Linked DNA regions of Mus musculus: all the other regions are linked to region 4. The links are chromatin contacts, called in public Hi-C and promoter capture Hi-C maps. All regions are on one chromosome and are shown on one strand. Each heading gives the region's core, a stretch centred on a gene start, on an enhancer-like site or on the middle of the called end of the contact. The rest is flanking DNA. Distances are from core to core; before and after follow the strand shown. Region 1 overlaps Chit1 (chitinase 1 (chitotriosidase)). Region 2 overlaps Kdm5b (lysine (K)-specific demethylase 5B). Region 3 has its middle 8.3 kb from the start of Gm25612. Region 4 holds the start of Tmem183a (transmembrane protein 183A).

What was found. Promoter capture Hi-C pulls out the DNA fragments that hold promoters and counts their contacts. A called contact is a pair of places that touch in the nucleus more often than the background predicts.
Region 1: a contact with region 4 is called in a Hi-C map of the G1E-ER4 cell line, with 1.7 times the contacts expected there. The contact joins the enhancer-like site here to the promoter of Tmem183a in region 4. A contact is called at or near these places in 4 of 39 promoter capture datasets (the C10 cell line, the HPC-7 cell line, cranial neural crest and 1 more), 3 of 15 datasets of contacts at CTCF or cohesin (the NIH/3T3 cell line and large pre-B cells), 2 of 484 Hi-C or Micro-C datasets (the G1E-ER4 cell line and bone marrow-derived macrophages), 17 of 115 datasets of contacts at active chromatin or transcription factors (the 230-238 cell line, the HPC-7 cell line, the SCID.adh cell line and 12 more) and 2 of 9 other capture datasets (adipose tissue and liver).
Region 2: a promoter capture Hi-C map of the HPC-7 cell line shows a contact between it and region 4, with 6 times the contacts expected there. The contact joins the enhancer-like site here to the promoter of Tmem183a in region 4. A contact is called at or near these places in 17 of 39 promoter capture datasets (3T3-L1-derived adipocytes, the C10 cell line, the HPC-7 cell line and 11 more), 1 of 15 datasets of contacts at CTCF or cohesin (pro-B cells), 93 of 484 Hi-C or Micro-C datasets (3T3-L1-derived adipocytes, the AML12 cell line, the BV-2 cell line and 52 more), 20 of 115 datasets of contacts at active chromatin or transcription factors (the 230-238 cell line, the SCID.adh cell line, acute myeloid leukemia and 10 more) and 4 of 9 other capture datasets (adipose tissue, embryonic stem cells, liver and 1 more).
Region 3: a promoter capture Hi-C map of liver shows a contact between it and region 4, with 2.6 times the contacts expected there. The contact joins the enhancer-like site here to the promoter of Tmem183a in region 4. A contact is called at or near these places in 13 of 39 promoter capture datasets (the C10 cell line, the HPC-7 cell line, cranial neural crest and 6 more), 11 of 484 Hi-C or Micro-C datasets (the HL-1 cell line, bone marrow-derived macrophages, embryonic stem cells and 5 more), 17 of 115 datasets of contacts at active chromatin or transcription factors (the 230-238 cell line, the HPC-7 cell line, the NIH/3T3 cell line and 9 more) and 2 of 9 other capture datasets (adipose tissue and embryonic stem cells).

Annotation. Positions count from the first base shown.
Region 1 is chr1:134,150,296-134,156,403 of GRCm38.p6, reverse strand. Chit1 (chitinase 1 (chitotriosidase)) reads right to left here. Exons shown (of 12, transcript NM_001284525.1): 11 at 5,799-5,925; 12 at 4,864-5,300. The coding sequence ends at 5,056. Among named protein-coding and RNA genes, the nearest start is that of Gm46158, 29 kb to the left of the region's middle. Within about 2 kb of position 4,298, at least 17 of the 459 cell types and tissues checked have an H3K27ac peak or open chromatin away from gene starts, as enhancers often do. A contact at or near this core is called in the G1E-ER4 cell line, where this site is marked.
Region 2 is chr1:134,601,960-134,608,583 of GRCm38.p6, reverse strand. Kdm5b (lysine (K)-specific demethylase 5B) reads right to left here. Exons shown (of 27, transcript NM_152895.2): 10 at 5,976-6,134; 11 at 3,961-4,142; 12 at 2,709-2,871; 13 at 777-896. Among named protein-coding and RNA genes, the nearest start is that of Kdm5b, 45 kb to the right of the region's middle. Within about 2 kb of position 1,998, at least 5 of the 459 cell types and tissues checked have an H3K27ac peak or open chromatin away from gene starts, as enhancers often do. A contact at or near this core is called in the G1E-ER4 cell line, the HPC-7 cell line, megakaryocyte progenitors and 1 more, where this site is marked.
Region 3 is chr1:134,510,497-134,516,754 of GRCm38.p6, reverse strand. No RefSeq gene overlaps it. Among named protein-coding and RNA genes, the nearest start is that of Gm25612, 8.3 kb to the right of the region's middle. Within about 2 kb of position 3,019, at least 101 of the 459 cell types and tissues checked have an H3K27ac peak or open chromatin away from gene starts, as enhancers often do. A contact at or near this core is called in adipose tissue, bone marrow-derived macrophages, intestinal villus epithelium and 3 more, where this site is marked.
Region 4 is chr1:134,357,238-134,363,740 of GRCm38.p6, reverse strand. Tmem183a (transmembrane protein 183A) reads left to right here and starts at 1,742. Exons shown (of 8, transcript NM_020588.2): 1 at 1,742-1,979; 2 at 2,118-2,207; 3 at 2,817-2,984. The coding sequence starts at 1,871.

The DNA of each region.
Region 1 (6,108 bases), core at 3,049-5,548, 210 kb after region 4:
CTCAGCCAGGAGAGTTGGGTTTTTCTTTTGCCTGGAGTCCTAGTGAATCTGTCAGATGGAGCTACAGGGACGTCTTTAGGTCATGAGAGGGCTTCACTGTCAGAAAAATGCTAGATGTTCACGGGTAAGCTACAAAAGTGAAAAAAATCATATTCTTCTCTTTCTTAAAAAAAAAATTTACTTTTATTTTGTGTGTATGGGTGTTCTGCCTTGCATGTATGTCTGTGCACCGCTTGCGTGCACTGCCCATGGAGGAGCAGAAGAGGGCGTCAGACCCTCTGGAACTGAAGTTACAGGCTGTTGTGAGCCACCACGTAGGTGCTTGGAATGGAACCCAGGCCCTGTCATCTGGAAGGGCAGCCAGTGCTCTCTAACCTCTGAGCATCTCTCAGGGCCTTAGCCACGCATTGTCTTCAAACTCTGCACTCCAAGTCCAGCACTAATGATTCAAGCCTGGGCACAGAGGTCACACTGGGCTTGATTATCTACTATATATGTTAAATGCTTGCTGAGTCGACAACAGACTGGTGGGTACCAAGAAGAAGGCTGGCTTAAGGGTGATGCCTGAAAAACTTCAGAAAGAGAGGAGGGCTGAGCAGGAAGTCACCCAGGGCACCTTGTTTGTAGAGAACTAAATAATAGTTACAATAAGACCAGACTTGGCCTGCCCCTTATTACCCCCATGGGCCTGCACTCAACACAGTGCCCTACATTCCCCCTCCCTCTGGGACTGACCTATCTCACTCTTTGACCTTGCTGGCCCTCCCACCAACTGCAAATGTTGTTAGACAGGCCCCATTCCTGCAACCCCACCCCCACCTCACAAGCCCCAGCCATCTGCTGGCACATGATAAATGCTCAAGAGATGCTTATAGCTTTTGGCTTTATAAATCTAATATACCCAGGCAAACTGTATAACCAGATGTTATAGAGAAAAGAGCTGTAGTTTAAAGGCAGAAGAGGGATAGGGGGCAACAGGTAGGCCTGGGACAGGCCCTGACTCCCTCACTGTCTTGTCTTGGATATGGCCCTAGAACCTGTGCCAGCATTGGAGGTCCTATAGGAGTGACAGTGAGACACTAAGGCACGCAGTGATGTATGGATAACCCAGCACAGATGCCTGAATAGATAGATGCCCAGCACACAAAGCCTCAGGTCTACCCAGGACAGAAGATAAAGGAGACAATCACATTGTGCAGGCTTTAACCCAGGAAGGCAATGTCCACTGTGGGTGAGCACAAACCTAGGCTGTGGGTCTTACCTAGAGCAGCATCTAAATCACAGCGTCGCCACACGTTGACCTGGCAACCAGAGGATGATGGGATGATACGTTAGAGGGACATGGTGAGTATTAGAGGACTTCGGTTCACTCTGTAAATATTTGTCATGTGACTAATTCATGCTTTGTGTGGTCCTCAGTCAGTCTGGTAAGAAGTGTTATTAAAAGGACAAAGGATGGGGGCTGGAGGTGGCTCAGCTGTTAAGAGCACTGGCTGCTCTTCCAGAGGACTGGAGTTCAATTCCCAGCAACCACATGATCTCTCATAAGCATCAATAATGAGATCTGGTGCCCTCTTCTGGTCTGCAGATGTAAATGCAGCTAGAGCACTAATTACATTAAATAAATAAATCTTAGGGAAAAACGGACAAATGATGTTTAATAGATAAGCTTGGGAGGGCAGTGTCCTGTCATGCAAGGGTAATTCGGTATGGGGGGGGGTGTCTCTAGGTTGCAGAAGTGGTTTCTGTACCTGAAGATAACACACACACACACACACCCATGGTGTACAATCCCCAGCAATGCATAAAATGGGAGTGGCAGTTCCCACCTGCAATGCTAGCACTTGAGAGGTTGAGGTGGGATCAGAAGTTCAAGGTTATTTCCCATTATAAGTGATCTATTGAGCTTCAAACATGTGTAATGGAAGGAGAGGACCAGTGTCCGTGTTCTGGGAGCAGAGTCCACTGTCCACTGGGAACCCAGTGATTTGATTTGCCCAGGCCCAGGTGCCTTCAGGAGAAAAACCAAGGCTGACCTTGTGAGGGTGACTAGAACTATCAAAGACAGATGTTAAAGCACAGGGTGGAGGGAGGAGCCAGAGAAAGACACAGGCAAGCCAGTGCAGCAGGGAGTGGTGCAGAGCTGGTTCATCTCTGGAGTGTGCAGAGCCTGGGTAGTGACTGAGCTAGCCTGGGCTGAGGCCGGCAAACAAAACAGTGGCCCAGGATCCCTAACCATGGCTGTTCTTACCCACAACGCCACCACTCAGGTGAAAAATGGCCTGATCAGTCTCATCTATTGGACTAAGATTCAGGGACGTAGGTATGGTTCTTGGAGACCCGTGTATGAGGCCACAGTCACGGGCACTGAACTGGGTTCCTTCATGCTAGAGGAAGGACCACAGCCAGGGCAAATCAAATGAAGTGGCATTTTAGAAGAGCGGCCAAGGTTGGGGCTCTGACCTATGAGTTCAGTCAACAAAGCAACCAGGGAAGGGCTGGCCACCCACAATGACCCAAAATCTGAGGATGAGATGGGCAGGTCCTTCTGGATTTTAGGATGCCCCAATGTGACTCCCTCCCCCCAACTGAGGGATCTTTCAAACTGCTCCGCACAATGGTCACACCCACACTGGGTTTCAATATCGAGCCATGCAGGCTTCCTACTGTAGCCCTCACCATCACCTGAAAGGATCTCATTTGTTCCTTTCAGTTTATCTGCTGAATATTGAATACTGGCCCTTGGAAAGCCCAGCCCTGAACACTTCACACTACCCTCTCTGCACCCCCACCCAACACTGCACATTGCTCCACCCTGCTATGTCCACCCGGCATATGGATTGAAATATTACAGATGCCGAGAGACCCAACTGTAATGGAAGGACACAGAGCCAGAGGGGCCCAGGGCCCACGGTGGGGGTGGAAGGATCAGGGTAAGCACAGTTGGCTTTAGGTTTGCTAAGTGCTTCAGGCTCAGCAGAATCCTGAGTGGTGGCTGCCCGGAGGCTGCATGCTGGCATCTGGATGCCTAAGGTTAACTAACGCTGACAACTGGGTACCAGGGGACCGAAACAGTGTGCGTGATAGCAGGAGGCGGGGGCTGACAAGGGGTCTCGACACAGTCGACGAGACGATCCGGACTTTATTCTTCGGGTTGGGAAGGCTGTTTGGAGTTCTTAGCAAGGGAAGTGATTGGCTCAGATCCTTCATTTCTAAAGGCTGAGCTGATTAGGTGTGCAGGGGAGACTAGAGAAGGGAGGGTCAGGGAGCAGAGAGACCAGGGAAAAGCCTTATCTGAGTGAGAGGTGACATGTGGCCCTGGCTGAGGCAGGGACTGTGGGGAGGAACAGGGGCGTGAAGACCAGGGAGAAGCCACAGAGCCTACTCTCCTATCGATAAACCCAGCACAGACAAAAGGTTTGGTATCTGGGAGGACTTTGGCCATCTGCCCACTCAGGAGAACACTTTTACTGATAGTAGACCATTTGTTTCATGATTTAACCAGCAGACGCAAGATAAAGAAAGAGGGAAGAATACGGACTCCCAGGATGACAGTGGATAGCTGCTCAGTCACCCAGACAGCAGGAGTGGCCCCATCCATCCCACAGAGAGGGAACCTCAAGCTGAAGCCATTAGTGGGCCTACAGTTATCTCTGCTGTCACACGTGTGCCATAGGAAGCTGCCCCTGCCTGGATCCTTTTCTAAACAGAGAAGGCCAGAGGACAGGCAGCGGGCACGAGTGGGCAAGTGCTAGTTTTGTCCATAGGAGAGTAGGCTCCATGGCTTCTCCCTGGTCTTCACGCCCCTGTTCCTCCCCAGACTCACAGTCCCTGCCTCAGCCCAGGCCATGTGTCACCTCTCACTTAGACACTCTTGTGATTACAACTCACCTCTCTCCCACCTAACTCATTCCCAACCCCAAACCAAGGCTTCCAGCAAGTGTGTAACAAGATAAACTTTAGGGAATGAAGGTTTTCTTTAAACTCAACAATCAAGGTGCTTCAGGGATACATATTACTTGCTTGTTCTTTTTTTTTTTGTTTGTTTGTTTTTTGTTTGTTTGTTTTGTTTTGTTTTTTTTGTTTTTTTTGGTTTTTTTTTTTTTTTTTTTGGAAACAACGTCTCACTACATAGCCCAGGCTAGCCTAGTGCTCAAGTTCCTCCTGCCTCAGCCTCAGCACTGGGGTTGTAGGCACGTGACCCCACGGCCTGTTAGATCACTCTTTAATAGATGACCCTGGGGGCACACGCTTGTCTTGGCCCATTTTAAGCCTTTGTTCTGGACTCAGAACTGGCTAGAATCTGACTTCATCTGAGATGCCTGTAAAATGCAGATAATGATCGTTCCGTGTCATCTACCTACTGGGAGTGGTGATTGAGGTGAGGCACGTGAAAGGCCCCCAACAGGGTTCATTTCAAAGTGAGCGTTTAGTTCAGGGTCTTCTTTATGGAGCGCCCAAGCCCTGACAGGCTCACGAGTGACTCTGTGGACTAATGGCTTCACTGGTGGACACAGAGCAGTAAACTGGGAAAAGCTCATCTCTGCTGCCACCTTGTGTCCATTTGGGAAATAACAGTCTAGCAGTCTAGCAGAGGTTAAGCATCTCTTTCCCCAAAGGCTCCTACAAGTGGATCTGGCCGGGCCTTGTACGCTGCCACCTGTGTTCTGGAGGACTCAGTGAGGAGACTTTCATGGGGCCAGGCACATCGGAAATGCAACTCTGGCTCTGAACTTTCCTACTGTGTGCCATCCTTTCCTCTGACCTTTGCCTACTGTGTGCAGCCCTTTCCTCTTGGTCCTCCCCATACCTCCCCCCCCCCAACAAACACTGTCCTGAGAGAGCTTCTTTAAGTCACAATGTCAGGGGTGAAAAATATGTTTATTTTTCAGATAAAGAGGAAGCCTAAAAGAGACAAAAAGGAAACCAAGAAGCTGATCAGAGGTGGGGGCATGGAAGGAACAGAGAGGCCTGCAGGCCCCAGGGAAAGCAGAGGCAGGTGGTGGGGGACCCCAAGCCTGGCCTCAGACTGGAGTTGGATGGGGTTCCAGGAACTTAGCTCCAGGTACAACATTTGCAAGAGGCTCTAAACACCAGGCCTGGAGGACAGCTCTGCTGGAACAGCCGCCCTCCTCCACAGTTGTAGTAAGTGGACTCGTCTCCAGGGTTGGGGTAGACCCCATCAGCTTTGCCTTGGCAGAAGTTATCTAGCCCTGGGCTGGGTCCCTGCTCTGGCATAGAAGATGGGCGTGGCTCAGGTATTATCTGTTCTGGGCTCCTTGGAGTCTCGGATGGAAGATCTAGAAAGACAAGGACGATTCAAGCAATGTTGGCCAACAGATTCCAAACCACAGGCGGAGCACACAACAGCAACCACTGGAGGAGGCGGCCCAGCACCCCTGCTCCCACATCCAGACCGCAGCCACAACCTGCAGCCAGGCACTGTCTGGAAGACAACCTGTGCCACACAGTAGTAGGCAGCTGGTGACCACATACCAGCTGTGACACCCAGCCATATACCAAGGAGGGGCACCTAGGGGCTGCATATGATAGGGTGAGGCTTGGCTTTCTTCTTGATAAGAGCAGAGACCTTTGGAGGGAATCCATTACTACGCCCCCGTCAGGTATTGTCAGCAGGAAACTGGAAACGGCACGAAGCACGGGGTTTCAACAGTTTCCTTAGCTACTGGTGTACGTGAACTTTGAGGAATCACAATTTTGGGTGATGGTGTTTCCTCAGAAAGGCTTATGGGGTGGGGAGTGTGCACCCCACTCTCTGAATTCAACCCTTTACTCACTTAGTTCCTGCCGTAGTGTCCGGATGAGAGGGTACGGGCCCTGGTTGCAGAAGGAACCCTTGAAGTCATCCAAGTCCAGGACCCAGACCATGGCTCCTCCCAGCCCCTTCTGTTTCAGGTAGGCAGCCTGAGGGTGTGAGCAGATGTGGGTGATTAAAATCTTGTCTACTGGTTGCTACAGGCTCAGTTACCACAGGGGATCAGGTCTCAGCTTCCCCAAAGTTCTGAAGCAAGCTTGGCCTTCACGGCTTCAGGTCCTTGTTACCCTGAGGGCCCCTGAGGGAATGCGCTGAGCTGGGCGTTCCCTCAG
Region 2 (6,624 bases), core at 749-3,248, 240 kb before region 4:
ACAACAGTGCTAACCTGAAACCCTACCAAGTTTTAAGGCTGGAATATTTGTTACTAGTTTGCAAGCTTTAATAAGCTTCAGCCTTGGGCTGGAAAGATGGCTTAACGGTTAAGGACACTTGACTATTCTTTGCTGAAGGTCCTGAGTTCAAATCCCAGCAACCAATCTGTAAAGGGATTGACACCTTCTTCTGGTGTGTCTGAAGACAGCTACAGAGTACTTACATATAATAAATAAATATTTTTTTAAAAAAATCTTTAGCCATTTTAAAAGACACTTCAGGAAGACTCTTGCTACAAATTAGGTTTCCCAAAACCTGCTGAAGCAGGGTGGTTTACAATAAAGAACTCAGGACTAGCCATGGCAACACTGGGGGAAAAAAAAAAAAAGGCAAAGCACTGCTCTATCCCCTAAAATTTCATTAACAATTTGTACAATTTAAAAGAAGTATCTTGAGAGAGGTGGCTCAGCACTTAAGAGCAAGTGCTGATTTTTAGAGAGATTCAAAGCATACTTCTCAGTACCTATGTCAGGCTACTCACAGCTATCTATAATTCTCTGGCCAAAGGCATGTGCATGCACATAGGCATGCACACAGTGCATGTCTGAGTTGTCACACACTGTGTTATCCAGTGTCTTATCTCACTGTAAAATGGAAAAGATTTTGCATGGAATCCAGATGAGTAGCAAGGATATGTGACAGTTTTTAAAGCATTTTATGCTATTTCCACAAAAAAATGGTAAGATTTGAGAAAGCTCAAATACATAACACATACCCAATCAACAGTGCAGAAGTTAACAGCCTCGGCAAAATTAAAACCTTGGTTGAAGCCACTGTGGTAGGCTCTTGGAAACGTAATTACAAACTCCCCAGCACACTGATTCGTTCGATAAACCTACAGAGACAGGAATGAGCAATTAAGGTTTTACAGTAACATTCTCAAAGGCAATTTAGACATAAACTATCAGATGATTTCTCTAGACAAATAGGACAGGACTACACACACACACACACACACACACACACACACACCTTATATCAAAACTGAGGGGGAAAAAATTACTGTTAGAATCATCTGGTTTCTGCCACAAGATGGAGTGGTATACCACACTAACAGAACTAAATAGCCTCTGAACTGAAGTCAGTGCTCTTACCACAAAAATAAGAAACCATCTAAGAGGCAAGAAACATCTTTTTTTACAGATACAATCAGGAATCTCCCAAGGTTCAGCCGTAAGTGAAGCAGAGACAAGAGGATCTCTTGAGTTGGAGGACAATCTAGACTTCATAGCAAGTTCCAGACCAGGAATGAAAAATCAATCCATTGATTTCCCAAAGCCCTAAATCTAGCCCCTACATTTTATTCCAATATTGACAAACTTGAAAAATCAAAGAGAAATGTTAACAATGAAGACATAGTGAATGTTTTGTTCTTTTGTCATTACTTTATGGTCCACAAATACACTCTTAATGGCCCTCCATAAAGTCCTCAGAGATTCTGTCTGAAATATCAAGATGGATGATCCCCGAGGAACAACAGCCAAATGCAGACACACACACACAACACCGTAGGTGAGTGAGGAAGGGGGGTTGAGGGGGTGGAGGACTCAGTAAGCAATGTAAAACAGCTCTGGCAACGAAGCAGCACCAGGACAAAATGTAAACCTAGTATCTCAATTCTAAGGCTCTCGGTTCAATTCCCAGCACCACCGTCAGAATGAGTCATGGGGAGCATTCCATTTTGGTTAATCACGAGATCCCACAATTCACTGTCACTTCTTTTTTTTTTTTGATGGATTTATTATTACACTATAGCTGTCTTCAGACATCCCAGAAGAGGGCATCAGATCTCATTATGGATGTTTGTGAGCCATCATGTGGTTGCTGGAATTTGAACTCAAGACCTTCAGAAGAGCAGTCAGCGCTCTTAACCACTGAGCCATCTCTCCAACCCTCACTGTCACTTCTTTATGCTGTATTGGAAATGAAATCCAGGGCCTGTTCTTATTAGATAAGCACTCACAAACATCCCTACTAAACTTCCTCTTTTAGAGCGGAAAAAGGCATAGAAGACTGACACCAAGAACTGGAAAAATGGCTCAGTCAAGAGCACTTTATAAATTTATATTTTTATATTCATAAGCTTTATAAATTTGTAATATTAAAGATTTTAAAACCTGAGCTTAGCTCTAACTGTAACTAGCTAGCCATTCTCATAGTAAATTCTCATTTCCATTTGACAGGTCACTTTTTATCTTTTGTTTACTAAACTTATAAACAAAACTTACAGGGGCTGGAGAGAACCATCATTGATGAAATCTGATGCCCTGTTCTGGTGTGTGAAGATGAAGACAGTGACAGTGTACTTACATAAAACAAGTAAATAAATCTTAAACCAAAAAAAAAAAAAAAAAACCCTTACAGAACAGAAACCATTAGTGGCCATGGCTATACAGTCTCCCACTCACTGACCGGTAGACTAAAGTGAGTGTTACTCATCTGCCGAGCAAGTCATTAGTAATGTAGGAGTTTAGAGTTTCTACGCATCTGGCCCACTGGGAGACTGCTATAAAGCACCCAGCAGCTGCTTCTGTTATCAAGTTATATTATGGGGGGGAAAACACCAAATAACTTTAAGAAGAAAAGCAGGGGTGCTAGGGAAGCTGTGCACGGTGGGTGGGGCGGCAAGAAGGTCAGCACGACATACAGGCACTTCATGAGTCATCAGAGTGTTGGGGTTCATGATGGTCACCAGCTGGTGGAGCAGGTCCGGCTGGGACACAAAGAGCTCAGGAGCGAGCTTCTTCATCACGTTTTCTAGCTGCTCAGCAGCGTAGCCTGGAACTCCATACCAGGTTTTTGGCTCACCCCTAGAAAAAGATCAGAATCCATTAATTTGTAGCATAACACACAGCAACAGTTAACTAGATCATATTCTTCTGACCTACAAACAAACGTTCAAATCAAACAAGTATCAGGACAAGCAGGAGTGGAACACTCAGTGCATTTCCCACCACTGCGAAGATGGGATTGAGGTCCTCCCAGATCCTACTCTACAAACATGGGAGAATTTAGAGTTTCTAAAAAGATAAGGAATCACATTTGACTCAGCACAGTTACTACAGCTCCCTCCCTACAGCAACCAAGAAGGCCTGCAACTTCCATCTTCTTTTTCCTTGCCCATTCTGGTGAAAAAAAAAGCTTACATCAAATACGAATAAGGCAATTATTTCTAAACAACCCTTATTCTTCAAAACACTTTAAATTGTTAACCAATTAATCAGTGCCATCTCTGTGAGGTATATAAAACATCATCTTCCTGTTACAGCTGGGTAATGCCAGGGGAAGCACAATCATGTTGACCATCCAAGTGCCAGCTCTCGTTCTTGTGGTACATTTTCTGTAGGATTCAAGTGAGTTAGGAATTTTAAAATACTTTTGCATGTGAAAGTAGAAGAAATAAGGTGAGGGTATTACAGCTGTAGGGAAAAAAAGGCTTTAGGTGAAAAGTTTAGATAATAAAGTAATAAATGTCTGCACAGATTTGAGAGGTATTCTAAGTGTTATGATGTCAAAAAATCAGCACAACAAAAGGAAACTGATAGTCCCAAGTCCATGCTCCTCCCCAAAGGGATATAGAGGTTACCATGACATCAAATGAGAATTCTGGTAGACAGCGGTGTGTGTGTGTGTGTGTGTGTGTGTGTGTGTGTGTGTGTGTGTGTGTGTAACTTGTTCATAAATACTATTCCTAGAAACATCCTATACTTGCAAAATAGTGTATGATTTCAGAGGACTATGTAGAAGTCAAGTGACCTAATCAGATAGGAAACCTAAGGTAACAGAAGCTAAAACAAATGGAACTTGAAATTCTCAGTCATGAACACATTTCTGAAAGAAAAAGTTTTCTTTCCTGCCCAGCTTAGATAGTCCTCACAGACTCCATAAAGAATTCTCACCAGTGTAGGTAGTTGATTGAATAGCTCCAGTGGTCTTCAATGTGCCAACAGAATGAAGAAAAGCACATGCCCACATACAACCAGGGGAGTTTCATGCCACATATATCAGCAGTAATATGAGCAAGGACAGACTGCTCCATCACTGGCATGTTGTTCAAATTCCAGCCACTATCCAGGTATTCCTAAAATGAGTCAGAAAAAAAAAAAAAAAAAAAAAAAAGATAAAGTTTTAGCTATATCATACTAACAGTTCAGAAACATGGTTTTGTACCTTTTTTTTTTTACTGTATTTACTTGGGGGTGGTTCATGTGGACAAGTATAAGGAGGTCAGAAGGGGGCACTAGAGACAGAAGCTGTGAGCAGTCTGGTCTAGGAAACAGCTGGGGTCCTAAGGAAGAGAATCAAGTGCTCTTAAAACTGCTGTGCCATTTCTCCAGGCCCTAGAATTCCATGTAAGTTGTCTACAGAACTCCTTCAAAATAAAATGAAGGGCTTAGCCTTCCTCTTCTAGAGCTGGGTATGAGCGAGCGTGTGGCTGTTCCGTGTGTGAGGACTGATCAAGCTGCACACGTGTATACACTTCTCTATATGGATGTAAGGCTTAAAATGAACACCACAGACATATACAAAGTAAATATGACTGTCCAAAACCAGACAGAATCGTGTGGGTTCAGGAAGCCAGCTGCATGAAAAGCAGGACACTTACAATTATGAAAATTAAATAAGGCCTTGACTGATCTTTTTTAAAAGAGGTCAAACTTGAAACCTGAAAGGGCAGCAGTGGCTTTGCCTCACCACCTCAGTAAAGAGCATGACCAGGACTAAGGGTTTTTATTTTTTTTAATGATTTATCTATTTTATTTTTATTATATATAAGTACACTGTAGCTGTCTTCAGACACACCAGAAGAGGGCGTCAGATCTTGTTACAGATGGTTGTGAGCCACCATGTGGTTGCTGGGATTTGAACTCAGGAACTTCGGAAGAGCAGTCGGTGCTCTTAACCGCTGAGCCATCTCACCAGCCCGGACTAAGGGTTTTTGAGAACTTAATTTTTCTTGAAGTTAATAAATTCAATTAAGAATATCTAATAAAAGAAAAATAAAGATGTTCTACTCTCCTAGTCAGATAAAAGTAGTAATATCCATCAGAATCAGCCATGCCAGTGAAGACATACAGATTATACTTGTAAACACAAGTGATGTCATTTGTTTAAAATAACGCACACCTGTAAATTAAATGAAATAAATAGCCATCTTTGACATACCCCCCACTTTAGGTGAATGAGTGGTATGAATTAGAAGAAACTTAACCATTGTTGTTCTACTTATATAAATGCAATATATTTTCTAAGGGAAATACATATATACATATATATAGGCATTGAGGCAAATTTTTCAACAAATCAAATATTCTCCCAAACCTGAAATAAAAAATAAAATAAATAATAAAAAATAAAAATAATAATGATCAAAAATAAATAAGCGGTGGTGACGCACACCTTTAATCCCAGCACTCGGGAGCCAGAGGCAGGCGGATTTCTGGGTTCGAGGCCAGCCTGGTCTATAGAGTGAGTTCCAGGACAGCCAGGGCTACATAGAGAAACCCTGTCTTGAAACAAACAAACAAACAAACAAATAAATTTAGTAGTTAAGGCTGTGCTGAAAGTAATTTTAATTAAATACTTCAGGGGGTGGGGAGCTGGCTCAGCAATCAAGAGCACTGACTGCTCTACCAGAAGTCCTGAGTTCAATTCCCAGCAACTGCATGGTGGTTCACAGCCATCTGTAATGGGGTCCAATGCCCCCTCAAGTGTGTTTGAAGACAGCAACCGTGTACTCAAAAATTAAAAAAAAAACAACAACAACAACAACAACAACAAACTTCAAGCTAGCCAAACAGAATTTCACTAACAATCCTCAAGGCTGCTGTTCTTAGTGAGGATGTCACGAGTCCAAGGCTGTGCTTTCGACACAGAGCTCCACCTCACACAAGTCCTGAAAGCTGGAGCCTACCTCTTCCTCAGGAGAAATCTTGATTTTCCCATCTCGAACAGGAAAGCCACTGCCAAACTCTTTTGAAGCAATATCAGCTCCATACTCCACCGTGACGTCTTCTTCAATAGTGCTTACGAGCCGCCAAAACTCCTTCTCCACCAGCTCTGTGGGAACCATCTGCAAGTACAAGGAAATTAAAAGAGGAATTTTTTCATTCACAAACTGTTTAACTAGTTAAGAGATGGAAATCACAGAATAAACTTCTAAGCAAAAAAATCTGTTCATAATTTCCCACAGGTGAATAACTCTATCCAGGCAACAACTCCATTTTCTATAATAAATTTTAAAGTTAAGAACTGTAATTAGCTGAGCAGTGGTGATGCTCGCCTTTGATCCTAGCACTTGGGAGGCAGAGGCAGGGGTATCTTTGAGTTCAAAGCCAGCCTGGTCTTCAGAGAGAGTTCCAGAGCAACCAAGACTACACAGAGAAACCCTGTCTTGCAAAAAGTTAAAAATTCATGTTCACTGATCATGAACCTAGCCACAATTACAAAGAGAGGCCAAAGAAAGTAAAATAACAGTTTGAGGGGGTTTTTAAATGATTGCTCCTGCAGAGGTCCTGGGTTCGATTCCCAGGACCCACGTGGGCCTGTAATCCAGATCCAGG
Region 3 (6,258 bases), core at 1,770-4,269, 150 kb before region 4:
GCTCCTCCCTCCCCAGCGCTCAGCTTCCAGACAAAAGCCATAGGCTTCAGGCTCTGGTGTTGTTCTTGGCAAGGGACCACCTGCATTCTAAGTGTTTTCTCCCTAAGAAGGGCTTCCCACTGATTTCAGGGCTGGCAAGAAATATGGGCTGCCCTCACAGCTGTGACAGCAGGCTCCAGGTCCACAAAGACAGCCTGGGGGATATGTTTCCCAGACTGTCTCACTGAAGAAGGTGTTGAAGGACTGAATCCTTTCTGCACCCAGGATCTTGCCTGTCAGCATGGTGTGTCATGGGCTATGTCCAGGTCCAGGCCATGGAACCCTTTGTGTCTGCAGGGATACCCATCTAGACCCTGGCTTGGTCAGGAGAATGGGGGATACATTCAAACTGATAGGGAAACAGAGCAGCATGGCATGCTGTATGTGGGGAGCAGCGAGGGACCTGAAGAGCCATTTTAAGAAGAGCCCTTCACCCCAAGGCTGAAGCTGTGTGTTGTTGGGTTTGAAATCCCAAAGACTGGGCTCTCTTTCTAAGTCTTCCTACACTTGGAAACCAACAACCTCCGGAAGCTCACTCTCCTTCACTTAGGGAGACAGTGAGTGAGCTTGGATCTTGCAGGACAGGAACTAGAGGAAGCCAAAACCAATCAACCAAATCCCACTGCATCTCTGCCTTCTGTTGTCTCTGGCAAGTGCAAAGAGTCTGTATGCCAGGGCAGATGTACTCAGAGCTTCCAGCTTCCAGCGCTGGGCCTTGGAGAGGTCTCCCCCATGGTAGCACCTCTGTCTCCTCCACATTCCCAAGGGGCAGAATCAAGTGAGGACTAAGGGAGTTATATCCAGTCTTCTGAAAATGTGCCCACACTCACCCGTCGCTGACTCCCACAGTAGAGACAGGTCAGCTCAGGCTGGTTTCACATTCAAGGGTCACACAAGAGGCTGGAAGACCTACCACACCTTCAGCTCTCCTCACCCTGGAAAGTTGTATAATGTGGAGACTCTCCTATTCTCTCTCTCTCTCTCCCTCTCCCTCTCCCTCTCCCTCTCCCTCTCTCTCTCTCTCTCTCTCTCTCTCTCTCTCTCTCTCTCTCTCTCTTTTTCTCGAGACAGGGTTTCTCTGTGTAGCCCTGGCTGTCCCGGAACTCACTCTGTAGACCAGGCTGGCCTTGAACTCAGAAATCTGCCTGCCTCTGCCTCCCAAGTGCTGAGATTACAGGCGTATGCCACCACCACCCGGCGATTTTCTCATTTTTTTAAGACTCTGTGTGTGTGTGTGTGTGTGTGTGTGTGTGAGAGAGAGAGAGAGAGAGAGAGAGAGAGAGAGAGTTTGGTGTATATATGTGTGGTATATGCCCACATGTGTATGGGTATGCTTGTACCTGAGGCCGTAAAGGAGCCAGAGGACAGAAACCTGGAGGCAGGAGCTGATGCAGAGACCAAGGAGGGCTACTGCTTACTGGCTTGCTCCCCATGGCATGCTCAGCCTGCTTTCTTATAGAACCAGGGACTACCAGCTTAGGGATGGCACTACCCACAATGGGCTTGGCCCCTCCCCCATCATCACAATTAAGAAAATATCCTACATATGAATCTTATGGAGGCAAGTTTTTGTTTTGTTTTGTTTCAGTTGAGGTTCTTTCCTTTGGATGACTCTAGCTTGTGTCAAGTTGACATAAAACCAGTCAGGACAGTCCCCACAGTGCAGAGGCAACTCATAGCTACTGGGGATCTGAACTCGGGTCCTCAGGCTTGCATAGCAACACTCAGCAGCTGCCTCTGAGGCAGCTCTCCAGGCCTCCCCATTCTTCACCCCAACACCCATTCCAGAGGGCAAAGGGTCTGGTTTGGCTTTAAACAGGACCTCATTCTGTAGCTCTGGCTGGTCTCAGACTTGCACACACAGTCCTGCCTCTGCCTTCACAGTGCTGGGATCAAAGGCATGGATCATTGCACACATCTTTTTTATTTTATGTACATTGTAGCTGTCTTCAGACACACCAGAAGAGGGCACTGGATCCCATTACAGATGGTTGTGAGTCACTGTGTGGTTGCTGGGAATTGAACTCGGGACTTCTGGAAGAGCAGTCAGTGCTCTTAACCGCTGAGCCATCTCTCCAGCCCTGTTAGTCTTAGTTTAACTGTTGTATTATATTTGTGATCACACTGTCTTGGACAAAAAGTGGCAAGCAGAGATGAAGGATCATTAGAAAAGTCTCCAGGGCCTACTATCACCCCGTTCTTTAAAGAGAACTTCAGGTCCCTGGGGTGCTTTTGTGTGTACTTCTTAATCAGACTAGAAATTCAAACCAAGCCTTCACAGGGTGTTACCATTTCCCCGGTACATAGCAAGTCACAGTTTCCCAATCCCCGGCTGGAAGAAGTGGATGAGAGCAGCCAGGCTAGCCCTCAAAGTGCCACCAAATTGTACAATATAATATTTCACTGTCGCGCATTTGAGACAGTGTGGCTGCGTTTTAGTTATTTGGGCATATTTAGATGCATGTAATACTTGGCACGATGTTACATAGTTTGCACGGATCTATTTTTAAAAGCTAGGATCATTTGTAATATTGTGTTTACCAATTTGAAGTAATGTTGGTGCTTTTTCAAAGTCTTTAATGGCAAATTGGACTGTTCCCAAGTTCCACAAAGCTATCCTAATGTTACTGGTTTGGTTCACGTGAAAGGAGGAAGCTCGCTAACTAGTCATTTGGCTCTGAGAATCGGTTTGACAGGGAGAAGCACCTCCCACGCACAGAAGGGACCTTCTATAAGGGCAGGAACTATCCTCTAACACAGCCTCAGGGCCTTTACGTGGGCGTGGGTGATTGAAACATACTTGGGGGGTCGGGAAATTCTGATGGGCTACTGCGACCTGTCCGTTTTAGCAGATGGACCCAAGTCTTTCAGCACAAAAGAATTGAGAGCAAAGAGCTCTATTCTCCCAGGCACCGAAACGTTCGGAAGCTCTGGGTAACTCCCGGACCGAAGGGCGTGAGCCTGCCGTGGAGGCACTGGCTAGACAAAGGCTCCAAGGCGGGGCGAGTTGGGAACTGGGGAAACCTGTCCCAGCACCCACAGAGTGCACCTCCAGGTCCTTGTGCGAGGAGAGCAGAGCAAAGGCGGTTTCAAGGTCCCTGCAGATCTACAAGGCTAAACAGTCCCAGGTTCGCGCCCCGAAACCCACCTTTCAGCGTAGCTTGCGCCCCGCAGACAACACAATCACCGCGCTTGCTAGGTGAGGTCCGCGGAGGACCGCAGACGCGCGGTGCCACCAGAGGGGCTCTCATTAAGCCTGCGGCGACAGCCCGGAGCGTGGCGCTGGACTGGGTCTGCAGCCAGGGCGGTCCTTCTGTCCGCTATTGGGTGGCCGCATACTGTGTCGCCGAAGGCGGTCACTGGGCAGTCTGTAAAGGCCTGCGGCCGCCTTTCTCTTCAACTACACCTTCCGTGGGAGAGATCCAATTTTGAGGGCACACCTTCCTTCTGTGTTTCTCTTGGGGCTTTACCCCAGTAGGAGCGCGGAGCTCATTCGAAACGTAGGCAAACCTAGAGACTCTTTAGTAACAACTAGAGAAGAAAAGAATGCAGCACTGAAACTCGGTCTTAGCCAGGTGAGGTGGCGCATGCTTTTTATTTTAGCACTCAGGAGATAGAGGCAGGCAGATTTCTGTGAGTTCAAGGACAGCCAGGGCTACACAGAGGAATCCTGTCTCGAAAACAACAAAAACAACAACAACAACAAAACAAAAAAAAACAAAAAAAAATCAAAAAATGAGAGAGAGAGAGACAGAGACAGAGACAGAGACAGACAGAGACAGAGAGAGAGACAGCCTGGTCCTGGCGACTAGCAAGGTGGGACCAGATGGAGAGGGGCGGGCTGCGAGGGTGGGCAGACAGGTGTGTGAAATAATAGTGCAGGTGTCGGTGACTGGGCAGCTGTTCCTGTTCAGACGACTCAGACCAGTGTTTTAGGTAGTAATGGATGTTACTTCTATGTTATTTTTCCCCCAGGGGGTGAGTGCATAATTGTTCTCTGCTCAGGGCCCCCTCTCTAGGCTGCTTATTAGCGGAGATGGGGTTTTAATGCCTATGAATTATAAACTAGACCCTTTACTAACTCAGGAGGGTTAATTGGTATTTATCAAATGATTGCACATTTCATCCCACACCGATTACTTTCGACGTTTGTGTAGCACATTCAAGAGGAGCCCAGGGCATCTGTCATGACTTCCTGCCTCAATTCTCATTGCAGTTATGCAGTCAGGCTTGGGCATTTGAATTGCTTGAAGACTATCTGCAGTCATAATGACTATCTGCTGAGAACACAGGAAAATCAGTCACTATGACCTCAGACCAGCTGCTGCTTGGATTCCTGCAACCATTTTCCCATAAGACTAACCATGCTATTTGAAACTGTCTGGCAACATTTTGAACATCAATGCTTATTTTCACGTGACTCAAGGAGGTTAAAATACAATATATATAAGATCCAGGTGTATAGGTTAAGTTCAAATTCTGCAAAGTGATCTTTGATTCCAAAGAACTGGGCTGAATGAGGCTGCCAGTTCTAAAGTGGAGGCATATGGGAAGGGACAAGGGAGAGCCCGGGAGGAGCACTCAAGTGTTTCTGCACCTGTCACTGCCCCGCACAAAGTCACGAACGTATTCTACTGAAGTCAGGGATGCTAACGATATTGAGAAAGCTTGTACTCTGAGCATGCGGCGCATGCCTGTCGGCATCACAGCACTTGGGACTGAAGCAGGAGGAAGGGGGAGTTTCAGGTCAGCCTGGGCTACATGGTGAGGTGTTGTACCAGAAAGAAAATGAAAAGGAAGCTTTGGCTGGAGATGCAGCTCAGGACCCGCATTTGCAAGGTGAAGGCACAAGGGATGGAAATTCAAAGTTATCCTTAGTCACGTGAGTCTGAGGCCAGCCTGGGAGAGCCTCTCTCAACAGCAACAACAGAAGGTCATCCACTCAAAATTGTCATCTCTTCCTCGAACTCATGGCACCTGCTATTGGTCAGCCAATTAAAGGTGTCCTCTCTTCCTGCTGATTTGTTGGCTATAGCCCACAGATTATTGGAAAATAAGCATCAGTAATGTCATTTGTGGAAACTGCACAACCCTTTTTTGTGATATACTTATTTACCTCTGACCAGTGAAAATTAAGCCGCTTAGGGGCATATGGACTTAGTTATGTTGACTAAATGACCTTCAATGTAAAGTTTTATGTTGTTGAAAATATTTAATCCCAATCCAGGAGTTCTACCCTGCCTTTGACCATTCTACCTGCCTGGAAAAAAAAAGACACACACATTTTATTATGTAAATACAGTAAGCCTTAATCAGCATTAGAACTGGGCAGATATCTATTCTCTATGCTATTAATATCTATTTCCATCGAAAACTCCCAGTCATTACTTACTATGTTTCACCTGGGCTGCTCTTAGCCAGCCTCACAGTCATGTTTTCTTGACCCATGACATTTTGTTTTGTTTTGTTTTGTTTTTATTTTTCGAGACAGGGTTTCTCTGTGAAGTCCTGGCTGTCCTGGAACTCACTCTGTAGACCAGGCTGGCCTCAAACTCAGAAATCTGCCTGCCTCTGCCTCCCAAGTGCTGTGATTAAAGGCGTGCGCCACCACTGCCCGGCTAACATCTCTCTCTCTCCCTCCCTCCCTCCCTCCCTCCCTCCCTCCCTCCCTCCCTCCCTCTCTCTCTCTCTCTCTCTCTCTCTCAATCCTTCCTCTCCCCTCATGGTCTCCTCTGACTCTAGCCCTGGAATCCAAGACCCTGCCTATCTCTCTTCTGTCCAGCTATTGGCTGTAGGCTTCTTTATTCACGAATCAGAGATAACTTGGGGGGGGGGGCAAGACCACATAGTGTCACTTAGGTCTAGATAAAGACTCTCTCATCCCTGGGGGCAACCAGGCCATGGGGGCCAGAATTACATTACAATATAAGCAAAAGACCAAACCTTAACAGTTTTCTCTCTCACTTTATTTTTTATTTATTGTTATTAATTCTATTACTACTACTACTACTATTACTACATTATTGAGACAAGGCCTTGTACATACTTTCGGCTGGTCTGTAACTTACCATGTAGACCAGGATGGCTTCTAATTTAGTGACCAGCTTGCTTCTGCCTGCAGAGTGCTGTGGTTAAAGTCATGTGCAACCATATCCAGAGCTTCTCTTACAAAACAAAAAACAAACCTAATTTTATTATCATGTGTATGTGTGAGTAGGG
Region 4 (6,503 bases), core at 493-2,992:
TACATTTCCCACTTGTTTGAGAAAGACCAATTTCTCCCGTTAGTTAGGTTAAATAACTTCTATTTAAATACAATGGTAAATTAGGTAACTTTTCTGTTTATCTTTTGAGAAAGAACCTGTAAAATTGGGTCTGATCATTAATGCAACCAATTGAAAGTTCGTTGCTCAAGTGTGTGTGTGTGTGTGTGTGTGTGTGTGTGTGTGTGTGTGCGCTGGCCAGTGAGCCCTAGGGAATAGCCTGTGCCCACATCCCCAGTGAGTCCCCATCGCCACCATTCTAACCCCACAACTCTTGACTTTTATGTGGAGGTTGAGAGATGATAAAGTCTTGCCAAGCATTTTTTTTTTTTTTTTTGGCAAGCACTTTCTAGAGTAAGCATTTCCTAGGCCTCCACTTGTTACTTTTTATTGAAATGAGGAATAAAAGACGTATGGGTTCTTTGTTCCTCTAAATTGGCTAAATACTCCAAGAAATCTTGTTTAAGATTTTTTTCAATCAAAATTTGAAAGAGAAATTTTTTTGGTGTAACTAGCATGTTTTTCATTCCAAAGGATTAAAATGAGAGAACATTTCAGCTAAAATCCTTATGTTTTTAAAGCAGTTAGTGGTTTATTAATAGGGCCTGAGTCTCTTGCATCTTTGATTCCCTTTGGACTCCTGGGTGTGAGTATTAAAGAGTGTCACATGAGCAGAGATCTACATGCATGAAAGCCTCATTAAATTTTTACTGGTAACGTGAGATGAGAAGGCTCTGTGCTGACCAGCTGTATTTTGAACTCAACTACAGACATTAATTATGTATACATGGAAAATTATTTAGAACAATTATAGGCTGTTAGACCTTTGCTTCCTGTTATAATTCTAGATAAATTAGAGCATGATTATAACCAATTATGTTGTTTCAGTTATCATTCCCAAGTGATCCAAGCCTTATTCTATGATCCCTGGTGGTAGACTGTTTCATAATTCTAGTAAGTTATGTGGTTTGCTCTTTATGAACTTCTGTGCACAGTACTAGGTAGAATAAAATGGAGACCCCTTTGAGGTGTCTTATAGGGCACTCTCTGAGTAGATCTAGCCAGTTGGGTTGCCTGGGTCAAAAGGACTGTTTCTTAAGCCAGGGACTGTTAACACTTTGGGAGCTGAAAGGGAATTAGAAGAAAAAAAGACACAACACGGGACTTCTCTTTTAATACAAAGGAATTATATGTTCTCATCTATCCTTCTAGAATTTGCTCGGATGATGGTGATGGGAAACCTTTTAAGAATCTCTTCTACTTTGAGAATTCAGACATTTACTCATTTTTCAGGCAGCATCTCTTGTAGCCCAGCTGGCTACGAACCGAGGATGACTCTCACCTTCTGATCCTTTCTCTGTGTTGGGATTACAGGAGTTAGCCACTGATCTGCAGAGAGAATTTCAAAGCCTTTGTAAGCAAAATTATAGCGACCGCTTTGATATTTACGTTCAGGTTACTTGACGTAAGTGGGAAAGAGAGAATGACGAAAACAAGATATATGCAATCTAGATGCTGAAGTGGACCACGATGTAAATTATTAGTTCTAAAGAACGCGGTCTGGAGGACCAAACGCCCCAGAGAAGACGGTGATGAAGACGGTGACAACGCACTCCCCGTCCTACAGCCCGCTCCGCTTTGGGAACCTGGCCTCCGCTGCGGCTGAGGGCGCCGGGTGATGACGTCACCGGGCCCCGGAGGCGATTGGCTCCCCGAGAGGGGCGTCGGCAATCAACGGGACCCAGAGCCCTCGCCGAAGTCCTCGCGATAGCCGCGGCCTCGGTGCGGGGATGGCCGCAGAGCCGGGTGGAGGTGCTCTGCGGCTCCGGGAGCCGGCTCTCGGGGCCGAGACATGGCCCGGGGCTCCGGCCAGCTAGGCGGGCCTCATCGGGACACCGTCACCATGCCCAAGAGAGGAAAGCGGCTCAAGTTCCGGGCCCACGACGCCTGCTCGGGCCGAGGTGGGCGAGGGGCGGGGCCGGGCTGGGCGGCCAAGGCGGGCTGGGCGGCCGGGGCGGGCGCGGCGGGACCCGGCGGGGAGCGGTGGCGGAGACTTTGCCTCGAGTCTGAGGAGGCCTTGGCGCTTTGCTCTGTTTCAGTGACCGTGGCGGACTATGCCAACTCGGATCCGGCGGTGGTGAGGTCTGGACGGGTCAAGAAAGCCGTGGCCAACGCTATTCAGCAGGAAGGTAGGCTTTCGTGGGTCTTTTTAGGCCCAAGCTTTTAAGAGACAGCATTGGGTGTTGTATTTACCTGGAATTGCGTCCCGGTGTTTTTTCTACTGACCTTTGGGTCATGAACGTGTTTGCTCTTCCCACTGTTTACTTTCTCGTTTCGTATCCTGGATGGGATGGGTGTGTGTAGCCAGGATCAGCAGGTTCCGGAGCCGAAATGGTTTTGTTTCCTCTTTGAGTTAAAACCAACTTTGTGACCAGCTGCGGTGGGCATTCCTTTAATCTCAGCATTGGGGAGGCAGAGACAGGTGGATCTCTGTGAGTTTAAGGCTAGCCTGGTTTACCTAGCAAGTGTGAGGTCCTGTCTCAGAAGAACCACCAAACCAAAACAAGAACAAAATCCCACACAACTTTTTGTACTCGTTAATTTCCACTGCCACTCCTTGATACCAGTCCCCCCCCCCTTTTTTTTTTTGGTAGTTTGTGCATATTTTACCATGCAGTTGACTTCCATTTCTTTGGCATATTGGGTTTTTTGTTTTTTTTTTTGTTATGTTTGTCTTGCTTTCAAGATTTTTGCAGATGGGACCAAGTGCGTTTCATTCTCTCCTTGTTTCCTCCTAGTAAAATCTCTTTGTGGCTTGGAAGCGTCCCAGGTTCCTGCCGAGGAGGCTCTTTCCGGGGTGGGTGAGCCATGTGACATCCTGGACAGCAGTGATGAGATGGATGCCCAGGAAGAAAGCACTCAGGAAAGATCAGTCTCCAGAAAAAAGAAGAGCAAGAGACATAAAGGTACGGGTTGCTTTCCTGAGCACTGAGCTCTGTCTGTGGTGATGGATGCTGTCGCTCTTCAATGTGAGGGGAGATCTACAAGGAACTAGTGATTGTCGGTGATAACCTTTTTTTTTTTTTTTTAAAGATTTATTTAGTCTGTGTGAGTACACCATTGCTGTCTTCAGACACACCAGAAGAGGTCATCAGATCCCATTACAGATGATTGTGAGCCACCATGTGGTTGCTGGGAATTGAACTCAGGACCTCTGGAAGAGCAATCAGTGCTCTTAATTGCTGAGCTTTCTCTCCAGCCCCATAACCTTCTTTTCCATGATACAAAAATTAACAGCAACATTAGTTACACTTTTTAAAATTCTGTTAGGGATGTATACATACATATTATATGTGTGTGCGTGTGTGTACACATTTTCCAGAAAATTTCCGACTTAACGTTTTAAGTTTTGTTTATTTACTTTTTTTTTTTTTTTTTGAGGAACTGAATATGAGTGTCTGCATGTATGTGTGTGCTTCACTTGTATGCCTGGCACCCTCAGGTCAGAAGGGGTCGTTAGATCTGTCACTGGAGCTGTGAGTTGGATGGTTGGATGGATGGTTGTGAACTCTGATTTGGGTTCTGAGACCCACCACACCCAGGTCTTTTGCAAGGGCAACAACTTCTAAACCATCTTGGCTTTTCAAGACAATATTCTCTTCTCTTCGCTTCTTTTCTTTCCTTCTCCTTTCTTTTCTTTCTTTCTTCTTTTTTTTTTTTTTTTTCCTTGAGATAGGGTTTCTTCATGTAACAGCCCTGGCTATCCTGGAACTGCTTTGTAGACCAGTCTGGTTTGTAGGTCTCAAATCCACGGAGATATGCCTGCCTTTGCCTCCCAGATGCTGGGTCTTAAGATATAACGTACTTTTTCTGGTCTAATTTCTTTCATATGGCTTAAAAGTATTTAAGGTTCATCCATATGGCATGTGTACCAGCTTTTATTGCCTTTTACTTGACTACTTTGTGTTATGACTTCAGGGATAAGTCTTGCCTGGGTAAATGCTTTCATTTCTAGTAGGTAATGAGTGCATGAAATTTCTGGATTGTATGGCAATCTGTGTGTAAGTTTTTGAGGAATCAGTGAAGTGGCTGTGCCATTTGGTGTTTCTAACAGTAGCATAGGAACATTTTTCCCTCCGAGACAGGGTTTCTCTGTGTAGCCCTGGTTGTGCTAGAACTGACCAGGCTGGCCTTGAACTCAGGGATCTGCCTGCCTCTGCCTCCTGAGTTCTAGGATTAAAGGAGTGTGTCACTATGCCTGGCTTTTCTTTGCTTCTTCATTTTAAATTAAAATATTGCATTATAAGACTCCCTTCACATAGTCAGGATCTAATCACTTACTAGACAAGTGATTTGTGGCATGTACACTCTTGAACATCATTTCTCTTTTATTTTGCTTTATTTTCTCTCTATTAAGGTACATCTACTTTGATTATTTTCTCTTAAAAATAATTTTAAAATTTCTTTGTCTATCTGTTTATTTTGACTGTGTGTGTATAGGGGGTAGGATAACAGAGTTGAGCATACCTGGGTGTAAAGGTGGAGATCAGAGGACAGTGTGATAGTTATCTCCTTCCATCATTGGAGTTCCAGGGAGTAAACTCAGTCAGGTTTGGCTGCAAGCACTGTTATCTGCAAAGCCGTCTGGTTGTCCCTATCCTTTAGTTTTTAATGAAGTCGTTATAACCACTATGCAACAGCTATAAATTCATTACTATTTATGTTTCAATTTTGAGCAATTTCTATATATCATTATCTCTATAATGTTTTAGTGTCATACCCTCAAAAGAGAGATAGTTTTCAAAAATACTATTGTTAGCCAGCAAGTAATCTCAGGAGGTGGAGGCGGACCAGGAGTCCAGGGCCAAGGTTAGCTACATGTTGGAGGCTAATCTGAGTTACATTAGACCCTGTCTGAAGAGCTAAAAATCCAACAGACCCGGAATGTTCCAGAGATCCCTCCATGGTTAAGAGCACTGGCTGCCCTTCAGAAGACCCCTGTGGACCCATCACCCACATGGAGGCTTACGTCATCTGTACCTTTCCTTCTAGTGGAGCCAGTGCTCTCTTCTGTTCTTGGGAGCAGCTATGCAAGCGATGCAGACACACACATGCCTGCCTTTTTCAAGTTGTGTAGTGTTGCGCCATCTCCCTATCCCTGAGACATACAACCTTTAGCTTTAGTCAGCTTTGTAAAAGTCCCGATGAGCCCGGTGTGATGGTGCTTGACTTTAATCCTAGCACTTGGGAGACAAAGGTAGGCAGTTTAAGGCCAGCATGGTCTACATAGCAAGTTTCAAGATAGCCCGGGCTTCAAAGTGAGATCTGCCTCAGAGATAAATGATTATTTAAGATGGTGGCTTTCTGGCGTATGTGTTGTTATTCTAATCTGAGATATGTAGTGAACCTTAGGACTCAAGACAATAAACAGTAATTAGGTCTGAAGCAGGAGGAAGAGACAGGAAGGCTACATTATCAAGTAGGGACTGAAGTACAAGATAACTAGAATGTGGCAAAGGTTGATGCTTGTGTAGCTCAGCTGAGACATAGGTTTGATCCCAACTACATAAAGCCAACATGGTGTCATATACCTACAACCCCAGAATTTAGTAGGTGGAGACAGGAAGATAAGATGTTCAAGGTGTACTATCAAGTTGGCAAGCCTGACCTACCTGAGACTCTGCCTCAAAACAAACATACAAATAATAAAAATGAAAACTAGAACATGTGTAGAGTGTTGATTGTGAATATATGCTATAATTTACCTTTTCTGTTGTTAAGGTTATTTAGTTTCATTGTTCTTTTTAATATACCTTTTTAAAAAAACTAAAAAAATGGGTTTTGAGGTTTATTTATTTTTATTTTGTGTGTGTGGGTGTTTTGCCTGCATGTGTGTTTGTGTATCACGTGTAAGTAGTGTCCTGGGTTTTTGTTTGTTTTGTTTTATTTGTTTTTTTTTTGTTAGCTTGACACAGGTAGAGTTATCTGGCAAGAGAGAATCCCAGTTGAGAAAATGCCCTACCAGATTGTGCTGCGGGCAAGTGTGTGCTGTGTTTTCTTGGTTAATGATTAATATGGGAGGGCCCAGCCCACTGTAAGTGGCACCACCCTATCAGATGGTCTGACGGATGAGACGGCTCTGCTGGTAATACTTGCCCCCATGCCTGACTCTCTTGAGTTCAATTCCCAGGATCCACATCAGGGAAGGGAGAGGTGACACCCACAGCTTGTCTCTGGCCTCCATGCTCATGCTGTGACACTTGTGGCCTAAATAATTAAAATGTGGTAATAAAAATCAGACTGAGCCAGCCATGAAGAGCACACCAGTAAACAGCACTTCTCCATGGCTTCTGTTTCACCTCCTGCCTTGACTTCCTTCAGTGATGAACTGTGACTTGAGAATTGTAAGAAGGAAACTTTTTTCTCTACGTGCTGCTCTGCTCCCGTGCTTACCATAGCAATAGAAACCTTAACTGAGACAGTGT